3 separate regions of the Mus musculus genome follow, and regions 2 and 3 are each linked to region 1. The links are chromatin contacts, called in public Hi-C maps. All regions are on one chromosome and are shown on one strand. The core of a region is the stretch at or near the end of the contact, and the rest is flanking DNA. Distances in the headings are between cores, read along the strand shown.

What was found. A called contact is a pair of places that touch in the nucleus more often than the background predicts.
Region 2: a contact with region 1 is called in a Hi-C map of the N1E-115 cell line, with 15 times the contacts expected there. The contact joins two enhancer-like sites. A contact is called at or near these places in 3 of 39 promoter capture datasets (3T3-L1-derived adipocytes, liver and second pharyngeal arch cranial neural crest), 11 of 484 Hi-C or Micro-C datasets (the N1E-115 cell line, cerebellum, cerebral cortex and 6 more) and 4 of 115 datasets of contacts at active chromatin or transcription factors (astrocytes, embryonic forebrain, forebrain and 1 more).
Region 3: a Hi-C map of the N1E-115 cell line shows a contact between it and region 1, with 4 times the contacts expected there. The contact joins two enhancer-like sites. A contact is called at or near these places in 22 of 39 promoter capture datasets (the 3T3-L1 cell line, 3T3-L1-derived adipocytes, the C10 cell line and 13 more), 2 of 15 datasets of contacts at CTCF or cohesin (large pre-B cells and pro-B cells), 103 of 484 Hi-C or Micro-C datasets (the 3T3-L1 cell line, 3T3-L1-derived adipocytes, the AML12 cell line and 63 more) and 11 of 115 datasets of contacts at active chromatin or transcription factors (astrocytes, bone marrow-derived dendritic cells, embryonic forebrain and 8 more).

What each region holds. Positions count from the first base shown.
Region 1 is chr2:124,099,140-124,102,613 of GRCm38.p6, reverse strand. It overlaps a transcript of Sema6d not described here. Among named protein-coding and RNA genes, the nearest start is that of 4930517E11Rik, 29 kb to the left of the region's middle. Within about 2 kb of position 1,508, at least 22 of the 459 cell types and tissues checked have an H3K27ac peak or open chromatin away from gene starts, as enhancers often do. A contact at or near this core is called in the N1E-115 cell line and pancreatic cancer cells, where this site is marked.
Region 2 is chr2:122,824,247-122,827,720 of GRCm38.p6, reverse strand. No RefSeq gene overlaps it. Among named protein-coding and RNA genes, the nearest start is that of Sqor, 61 kb to the right of the region's middle. Within about 2 kb of position 1,925, at least 16 of the 459 cell types and tissues checked have an H3K27ac peak or open chromatin away from gene starts, as enhancers often do. A contact at or near this core is called in the N1E-115 cell line, where this site is marked.
Region 3 is chr2:125,207,156-125,210,629 of GRCm38.p6, reverse strand. All of the region lies in intron 20 of Slc12a1 (solute carrier family 12, member 1), which reads right to left. It overlaps Gm14002 (a long non-coding RNA gene), which reads left to right. Exons shown (of 4, transcript XR_866695.2): 4 at 519-3,474. Among named protein-coding and RNA genes, the nearest start is that of Gm46760, 7.4 kb to the right of the region's middle. Within about 2 kb of position 1,594, at least 22 of the 459 cell types and tissues checked have an H3K27ac peak or open chromatin away from gene starts, as enhancers often do. A contact at or near this core is called in the N1E-115 cell line and pancreatic cancer cells, where this site is marked.

The DNA.
Region 1 (3,474 bases), core at 259-2,758:
ATATAAAAAACTGGTAGGCTGGTGAAGTCCTTCCAGGAATGCATGCACCATCAAAGAAGACTTTGGGCTTGTTGCGAATTAGCCTTCCCTTGCTGATTTTGTTGGAGTCACTAAACCGGAGGCTATGACCAACCAGTCTTGGACTTATTTCAGTCAACTAATCACCTCCTCCCCAAGTTCACATTCTGCCCTAAGATGTCACAAAATGACAAGACACAATTATAATACTTAAATTAAAAATTCACAAAAAGACAGATAGATTAACATCCCAGTCAATGGCTACAACCTAACTTGAAAAGAGAAGTGGAGAGGCCCATCCCTGCCATTCTCCTAATGGTTCACTACACTATCAGCTTTCAGAGACCAAATTCACTGTCGGCTAATGGTGAGTCAGTAAAGCTAGGTTTTTTCCACATCTAGAATCTAAGGTTCTGTATAGAACACAAGCTTATATGCTCTTACAAGCTGCCTTGAGAGAATGTTTTATGGCAGGGGATCAAATCTCACAGGGGTAGAGAACAATGGTTCTCAGAAGTTATCTAGAAGATTCCGTTGAAGATGCTACTAACCATGGCCCAAAGCCAACCACAGGTGACTTATAAGTCTAAACCACTGCAAATCAAAGCGCGAATTTGGCCACACTGACAGAGAAAAGCTTTCTAAACTCGTAAGTGACTTTTTTTTCCCCCTCAACAGTGCTAAGATCTACTATATCCTATTCATGTGTCGTTTTCCAGCATTTAGTATCTGGCACTTTTCCCAGTTACTAAAAATTCTCATGAAAAGAAGCAGCCACACAAATGCAAGCTGACAAGCCTAAGATCCTTTGTTGGTTTTCTTCCATAATTGATATTACATGTATATTTAGAATACACGGACACTGCAGCCCTGTGCCAGCCGCTCATTCTAACGTCTTTCACATTCTCTTGAATTGTGTGCAACTTCAGCAGTTTCTAATCATCTTACTTTTAAATACCTCTGCTTACAATATGAAAAGGCTTACAGCTTCATTTAAATTAAGACATTCCACATAGCTCTGCCTGCATTCTTTCAAAATACTCAGTCAATTAACATAAGCTACCTTCTAGAGAGGATTTGCTTTAAGTCAGGTGGAAAGAAATATTATTTCAGAACCAAAGAAGAACAAAGCCATGAAATAGATAGAAGATCAAATAATGGAATAAATTGTAAGCTTGTTTAAGTTCCTCATATTTTAAGAGAAAGTATATATATGCTTTTAAAGTGTTCTCCTATAGATTGCTTCTGGGCAGATACAGTCTGCCAGGACAGCTCTAAAGGGGACAAAATATCCAAAATATGGCAGCTTTTTTCAATCAAATGACAGCCCAAAAAGTCTCTGCAGATTCCAAAATACTGCAGGCTCAATCACCCTAGGGTGCAGTGAGCTGAAGCGCAGTTCATCATTCCCAGGGAATTAAATGTGCTGAGAAACAGTCCTGAGTCTGGCAATGTTAAAAATGGTTGAAACCAGAGCATGTCTAACAGCGGGGCCAGGCTGCCACCTGGAGGGCGGCAGGAAACACAGCTCCACGAACGCCAGTCTGTTCCCAACAGTCAAAGAGACCCTTCGGGCTGAGCTAAGCCCCCCATTCTGTTTTACTACTTGACAAAAAAGCTGAGCCTTTCTGTCCCATGGCTCATTGATTAGTGGACCACGTGGAGGCAGCGGCACTAGGTGAAGCCAAGTGTGCCACAGTCTTTCCTTCTTTCCAGACTCAAGGCTGGGGAGGCTCACCCTTGAGCACATCTTTTGTCTCATCCACCCACTTTATTGGTCATTGTTGTGGGTCTTATGTGTCATTTTAGAAACAGAAATATCAGGTCACTTTTCAAAATGTCTAGACTCTTCACGAAGCACTACATACAAGGAAAGAGAAAGCCACACCTTCAAGGTGTGTTGTTCACACAAAGTGAGCACTGGGTATTGTGTGGAGCTCCAATTCAGTCAGGATCACACAGAGAAAAAGACAGAAAGAACACCTGCTGTAGGGGGACAATTCTTTAGTGGCTGTTGAAATCCGATGGGTCAAATCCCTAATCCCCATAAAAGTATGATGTACACATGGGTGCTGTGTACAATATTTTTCCAATGTCCATTTTTTTCTTACATAGGAAAATACAGTAACTACCCCATCTTATCACATTGTGGAGGAGACTGAAATTATACTAATCAACAAGTAAAGATGGTATATAACTCTTAATACAAGCTTTTTGAAAATTAGACTTATCCAGATAGGAAAAAGAGGCAGGACACAGAATACCAACTGCCCAACTGCCAAGTCAGGCAAGAGAGAAAACACTGAGTCAGGAGATGCTCCAGGGCAAGCTGTCACCCTGGGCTGTCACCCTGGGCTATCACTGTGGGCTTCACTTCTTTCAGAAGTCTACACCCACCTATTTCCCTTCCTCTGCTTCTTGCTCTTTCTTTTCACAATGTTTGATCATTACTCAAAAGAAAGTATAGTACTTACTTCCAAAATAGTAAAGACATTTGTTTTGGTTTGGGTTTTTAGTTTCAACTAATTCACAACCTAAAAATAATTGTTTGGGGAAATAGGATTCTGGAAATAATTCTACTGTCCTATTGCATTTCCTCCGGGTAACCCAGCAGAGAGAACATTGGGCCTCTGAGAAGATGCAGGTGAGTACCAATTGGTCCCTACTGGATGTGCTGTTAGTCAGAGAGCTGTAGTGACACCTCCTGGCAAGACCAAAAGAGCACTGCCTTCCATAAAACTGTATTGTCACAACTTTATGATCAGAAACAATGAAGAAAATATATTTTCCCACATGTACTGTTCCTTGAAAGAAAAAAAGTCCATCTGTAGAGAGACACAGTCACAATACTCATATCCATGTTTGAATGGCTTCCATTTAAAAAAAAAACAGCTGAGTCCAAGGAAGAATATAGCTATGTTTTTATTTTATGATACCCAATAACTAAAGCTGGTTTTATCTACTCATCTGGGTATTGTGTACACAAAGTAACATTATCTAATGTGAAGCAGTAAAATTCTATAGAACTTATTTTAAAATTATACTTGTGTAGTATTTCTATCTGGGCTCTTTGTTGGTCTGATATTTCTCTTGAATGCCTGGACAGTTACCCCCAGCTACCTCCTGGAAGCATTTTCAATCTAGAATATTCTTTTTCACTGGACATCTTCCACCAAATTCTCTACCTCTTTCAAAATGCACTACCTGTATTTTGAGAAGCACTTTAATGACATACATACCAAAACTAAAATAAAAATAAATATTATTATCAAATTTCTCTCTCTTCTCAGAGCTTGAAAATGTTAATAAAGCTCTAAAAATATACTAGGCATCTTTCCTCCTTCTGTCTCACTTACTCACCCAGCCATATATACTTAGTTATTAACATATGCTTAGGCTCTATGTTAGCTATTAGGAACACACACACACACACACACACACACACCACTACTACCA
Region 2 (3,474 bases), core at 676-3,175, 1.3 Mb after region 1:
GAAGGTCAATAGGCAGAAGAGAAAATGGATAGCTTACGCTTTTAAATGCTTAGCTTATATATCAGTCTGTTACAGCTGTCATAACAAACTACTGAAGTCTTGACTCAACAATAGAAATTTATTGCACTGGGGTCTGGAAACCAGGAGTTCAAGATCAAGGTGTTAGCAGATTCAGTTGCTGCTAAGGCATCTCTCTTTGGCTTGCAGATGGCTGACCTTTCTCTGTCTTCATTGGTTCCCTTCTCTGTGTGTATACACCCCTAGTGTTTCTCCCTCTTCTAATGGCAACAGGCACATTGGACTAGGACCCCATTATTACAACATCTTTAACCTTCATTTCCTCCTCAAAGGCCTCATCTCCAAATATAGTCCCATTGGGTGCTAAGATTCAGTTCCTAACATCCTAAGGTCCTATTTAAATTTTACTGACTAGAAGACACCTAATTGATAAGAGGTTCTAAAACCCTTCAGCTCCAAGTGTACCTGGAAGGAGAGAAGAATCAGGCAAGAACAATCACTTGCCATCTCAGCCTCAGAAGGCAAGACAAGAAGATGAAAAAAAAAAAAAAAAAAAAAAAGAAGATGGAGAACAACAAATAACCTGTGACTGGGCACACAGTCCTCACACTCCCCATCCTATGGTGATAGAGAAGGCAGAACAAAAGGCACTGGGGGAAATTGGTAAACGGCACTCATCTGGTGGCACCAGGTAGACTAGACACGGAAGACAGCATCCAGGGATGTTCTCGCCTGCTTTACCTGTGTTTGGGCAATGATCCCCAGCTCTGGGGAGACGGAAATGGAAACTGAGTCAGCTATGAAAGTCCCCATCCCTTCCCATGTGGGAGCTCCAACAGCTGGTGTTTAGGAGCCATGTGTAGGTACTGTTACCTTCTGGAATCTGGATAGAATCTATATCCATCAGTGGCCAACATATTGCACACTGCCCATCCCAAAGGTCTTGTGCCCACAGTTGGTAATTATCTGGCTACTCCAATAGGAGAAACACACACACACACACACACACATACACACACACACACACACACACACACACACACACACACACACACAAAATTTCCTAACAACTGAGGGAGAAAAAGAACCTTCATCAGCCGTTCTCCTCATCCATGGGACTGAATGGAACGGCTCAAGATTTCCCCACAGGCCAGAGGGAAAGTAAATTACTCTCATATATTAAGAGGCACCAAACTAACAATTGTCAACTCTAGAAATGCCACAGAGCCATCTACTGGTTATCAGTAAGGAAACAAACAAAAGTGTTCATCTGAAAACAGTGAATATGGGGGAAAACCAAAAATAAATTCAACCCTAATAACTTCATTATAGAAATGTGATGGGAAGTGTCACCTCATTCCCTTCGCCACTAGGAAATCTATGAGACATTGAAAGTCAGCCGTGCCTTTAGTAAATGTGGTTAGGGAATTTGAATTGTATCTGTCCAGGAGGTCATTAAGGTCCCATTCTCTCCATTCCACACGTTCACATCCTATGCACATAAAACACAGATTCACTTTATGAAATCTGAAACACGCAAGTTTAATTAAGGAATCTGAAATCCCACAGTGTGGCTGACAAATGATACAGTTAGCGCCCAATTTTCTGCTATTAAGTGGATCGGCACTACAGCCACAGAGCTTGGCAACAAAGAAAATTTCCCAGAGACCTGGGTTAGGGACCAGGTGCGGGTAATAAAGGCCCCACTCAAGCAGGGGCCTGCTTTTAACAGCAAACTGAATTCAGAAAGTGATCGAAAATAGCAAGTAGCCTTGAAGCCTACAAGCCAATCCCTCACCCCCCAACCCAAACCAAACCCACATATACACAGGCCCAAAGCGCGATGCTAATGTGGTTTATGCTTCCAAGTACAAAACCAAGAAAGGCCTCCCAAGCAAAGAAATGCTCTAAGAAACACCTTGGGGTCATTTTCATAGCTTATGGGCAGAATTCCAAAGCCCAGTCCAGGACATGATCCAGCCTGCGGTGAAATGCTACATTTGAGCACAGAACGGCTGACCTTCCGTTTAGGGTCAGAAATCGGCTAATCTGTTTCTCAGACTTGCTTTGCAGAAGCTGAGCAGATAGGATGAAATTTAACTGAAAAGATGCCAGACGCCTTGTCTTCCTTCCCCTGGAAATCTTAAAAGTTGCCTGGAAGACCATGCGCCGAGCTCACAGCGCCACCTACAGCTCTCTAGGCGCAACTCATCACGGCCCTGTTCAAAGGCTGTCCTGGAGAGCGGAGAGCCTCTTAATCTTAAGATTAACAGGTATTATGTTTATTTGGGGATGTGTGAGGGTGGAGAACACCGCACGAAGGAGGCTTTGTCGCTGATGGGTTATATGCCTGATTGATTATATAGTTTGGGGAATTTGTTAACAGCTTCTAAACACATGGTGGTTTTTCCTCCAAGACCTGTTTCAAGAAGTCACCAAGATATACAATCAATCAGACATGATTGTCAAGAGCATTTGACATTGAAATATGATGTGTAACAAGCAGTCGTTCATCTCCTTCGCTGAAATTACTAAAGAAGCTCTGAGGTATAGAATGAATCCTCAACATTGCAGAAGGTGGAGTTGGGTGTGGTCACAGCTGAGAGCTCTGAAAAGGACTCTGCAGTCACCTTCCCACCAGTTCCTCCTCCGTCTGAAGACTACCCTCACTGGGATTTGAGTGAGTGTGTGTGTGTGTGTGTGTGTGTGTTGTTGTTGGTATGTGAGTGTGTGTTTTGGGGAGTGTGTGTTTTGGGAGTTTGTGTGTATGTGTGTGTTGTTGTGTACTGTTGTGTGTGTTGTCAAACTGTACAAGCTCCTACTATTAAGCCCAGAGGGAGAGAGAAGATCAAAAGAAGAAAAGGAACACAAAGAGGAATTCCTGCCTTTCAGAATGTGTACTGCCAAGCCTTATCCTGTCACTGCACTATAATCAAACTGTAATGCACAGACCCCTGTTTTCTATCAACTCTTACTTGCTCAGAGAAGGAAAAGATCTGAATCAGTCAAAGAAGACTTCATAATGAGTGGAAAATCTGACTTCAGGTTAAAGCTCAAATGTCAAAGGAGAATAATCATGCAGCCACCAGAAGAGATGATATAAGCAAAGTTGTGGAGGTGGAGAAGTGCTAGCTGCGTGCTATGTAAAACAGTGCACACACACACACACACACACACACCAGTCAGAGGCACAGGTGTGATCACACACTGCTCTGCTCTGTCCCCCTCGTATGTTCTTCGCACATTTACCATCACCTGATTTGCATGTGTCTGCACACTCACTTTCTCCCTCCCCGTGGCAAGCTACACAGGAGCAGGATTGTGCTGCTGTTCTTATGCTCGCTGATCTTCTCAGTGGCCAGCTCAGGGGATGGTACTCTAATTTCTAGATAAAGTCTAATTTCTTCTATGGAAGAGAGTTGGAGGGGAAAGTGGGAGGAAGCAAAGGCCTTAGAC
Region 3 (3,474 bases), core at 345-2,844, 1.1 Mb before region 1:
TGCACAGCTACAACTCCACTTTGAAGATTGAGGAACGACGGTATTTAGGAAGTTTTCATTGCAGATGCTCGTGTGTAGGGAAAGCTGGTTTTAGTTTGCATTTCGTTCTAAAGGAAACTTGGGCATAGCCAGCCCAGGCGATTCGTCCAAGGTCATGTAGCTAGTGACATGTCTTCTGCGTCTAATTCTAACATTAGATTCTGTCACCCCTGTCTTTGAGTCTTTTGTAGCCTCAGCTAGCCTCAAGCTCACTTTGTAGCCTGGGCTGGCTCTCGTTCAACTCCTGGTCTTCTTACTTCTGAGTCTTTAGTGCTGGGGTTACAGGAATGTGCCTCCACACCCTATTGTTTAATCCCCATTACCAGTGGGCCTCAACCTTCCTGATGCTGGGACCCTTTAACCCAGTTCCTCATTTTCTATTGACCCCCAACCATGAAATTATCTTCATTGCTACTACATAACTGTAATTTTGCTCCTGCTATGAATCATAATGTAAACATCTCTGTTTTCTCCCACAGGGTCAAGGCCCACAGGTTGAGAACTGCTACTCTTTACTCCTTTTCAGTGACTCAATCATGATATCTGCCTGCCCTTCGCTGTTATAGATTTTGAGAGAGAATTCCAGGGCTGTAGTGGAGGAAGTAAATGACCTTGAGGTTGTCAGTTGAGAGCAGGTTTTGAATAACTTTCTTCCTGCACACCCCAAAACAACTCTAGTGAGACCAGATACCCAGACTTTGCTGAATAGCCATCACCGTGTTCCCAAGTGCTTCATAAACCAGCCACACAGTAAATGACTGGAGAGACTGCATTTTGAAATTGGATTTAGTGGCCAAAATTGCCTCATGAGTTCTACTGTGCCATTTTTTAAAAAGACGTCATTTAGGGGCTTATAATTCACCATCTGCTTTGAATCTTAAGGACAGCAGAAGGAGGAGCAGAGAAAGCCAGAGGGCAGTCGTATTCTCGCCCATCTCACAACCCCCTTTTCCTTTATTCATTATTAAATTAGAACTCTTTCCTTGGCCAATCACCTTGAAGCCGCACGTGCTTACATGGATCAGTTGCTGATGCCTAGGTGGAGTCAGGCTGGATTGACGGCAGGATGGCAGGGAGCAGTCCTGCAGCCCTGCCTTCCAATCAAGCAATTATTTACTGCTAGGCCATCTGTCTTTATTTTGCAAAGCCACTCGATCAGACACAGCAGTATCACCGTGCTCTGAGCGGGTCATAAATCGCGTGGTACTTACACAGGGTACTCAATTGTGACTCACACTCTATCACTTTGTTTACCACCAGTGCAATCTGGATTCTTTGTTGTAATTGGCAAACTTGCTAAATACCTCTGGGATGTGAAAAATATGAAATGTCACATTTTTTTTTGGTGTGTTGTCAGGCAATAAATTAATTTATTAAGAAGAAACATTAGTCATCAGTACCGGGTGACTTGCCGCAGTGAACGAGTTATAATGTTATGAGCATCGATCTTATTTATACAAAAAGTTATTGTCGTATGAGTCTGTGACACAGTATAGAAACGACTGCCATTAGCTGGTAAATTACCAGGAAAGCTGATTTCTACTCAGTGGTTTATTAACTGTAGTATATGGGCTCTGAATTGCTAATGTTTCCCTTAAATTATAATCTGTGATGACACTGCAGTGCCCATGTTGGGAAAGCTATGATGATAATCATTAACATACTGTAATGCAATACTGAAGATTTATCAGGCTCTTATTAAGCCCTACATTACAGTATAATATAATGAACTGCAAGTTTGTTTTTTCTAATCCAAAATCTACTATGAGGCTTGTGCCATAAATTACTGAAGCTTCATAACAAAGCATGGGGCTGTGGCATCAAGCTAATTTCTGTCATTACGTTTGTTTGTTTTTATCTCACATGTTCTCTGTGTATTTGTGTGACATTGCATTTTTGTTTACCTAGACAGTTGGTACTTATTTTATTAACATCTAACTGTATTTTCCCATCTTAGTTAAGAAGTAGAAAGTATCCAAACATCAAAGCTGATCTAAACACTACTTGTTCTTTGGGAAATTTAAAGGAGCTGTAGTTCAGGATTCTTTGAGAAACACTACATATTCTAGTAGTGGCTTCATGGGAATAAACTCGCAGTACATTCCGGTGCCTGGAGCAGTGAGAGGTAGTAGAGGTGATGTTTTCAGCTCCATCACATATATCAGCTTGAAGAGACTAACATAATACACAAAGCAAATGCACAAACTAAATGCAAGCTGCATGTTTTTCATTCTTGCTTTTAGATAGAAAACATAACGGCAGCAAAGCCAGAAAAAAAAGTCAAAGTAGATAGGACACAGGACTCCGAGGCTACAAGGTGGATCTGACCAGGAAGCCTTTTTCCTGAGGATTAGCTTTTATAGTACCAGAAGGTTCTATGGAAGCTTCCATAGGAGGGAAGCAGTTCATAGCCTTACCCAGCTCTGATGTCCATGAACTACAACAATGACCAGCATGGTAAGATGCAATAGTGGCACTTATAGCTTGGCAGTAACCAACAGCTCTCTAATTGGACTTAAGGCCAGCTCAACATGAGGGAGACCATGCCTAGTTCTGGAGACCTGCCAGCTACCCACGACTCGTGAAGTCATGGATCTTAGAGGAGAACATACCACTGCCACTTTACTAAAGCAGCAACATCCTTAACTGAATTCTAAGGGCTTATACTCAGGGCCTTAAAAGAGTAGTCTTCATTCCTCATCCAAGAAACTTCTCTTTCCAGTAGATGGGGAGAATGACAGAAACCATACCTGACCAAGATGCAGAGAAGAACTGACCGCGTGTTGCCTAGCCCCAACTGGCACATCTACAACACAGCTCATGCATCTAAGGCTCAGGGGACAGCATGGCAGAAGTGGCATAATGATTGTAAGAGCTAGAGAACCAGGAAATCTGCTGTGGGAGAGTGTCTCCTAGACATGACCGGCAAGTTTTTCCTGTGACAACTCAACAATATGGCTGCCTAAGCAAGACCTGAACAAGGATTCCAACACTATTATTCTAGAGAAATCTAGACTATGTATATATACCCTTGCAATTAAAAAAAATTAGTTTCTTATCTTACTATTTTGTGGGGTTTTTGGACATTTTCAAACATATATATCATTGTGTCTTGCTCATATTTGTACCCCCTGACTACCCTCTACTATCTGTCCTGCCCTCTGTTACTGGTTCCCTTTCTACCTCCAAATATACCCACTTATGCTTCAATGTCACATATATGTATGCATATGTATACATATTTAAATCTAGATTTCACATATGAAAGAAAATGAGATTCCTTCCTGCATTCTAGGCCTCTTTGAGTCATGCCCCAAATGAATGAAATAGTATCAACTTTATAACCCATGTTTGACCATTATATCCTCACTGAAATTCTTCTGAGCATTCTTGTTGGTGACCAACTATGATCTGCCTTTTTCAGTATGGTAGAAG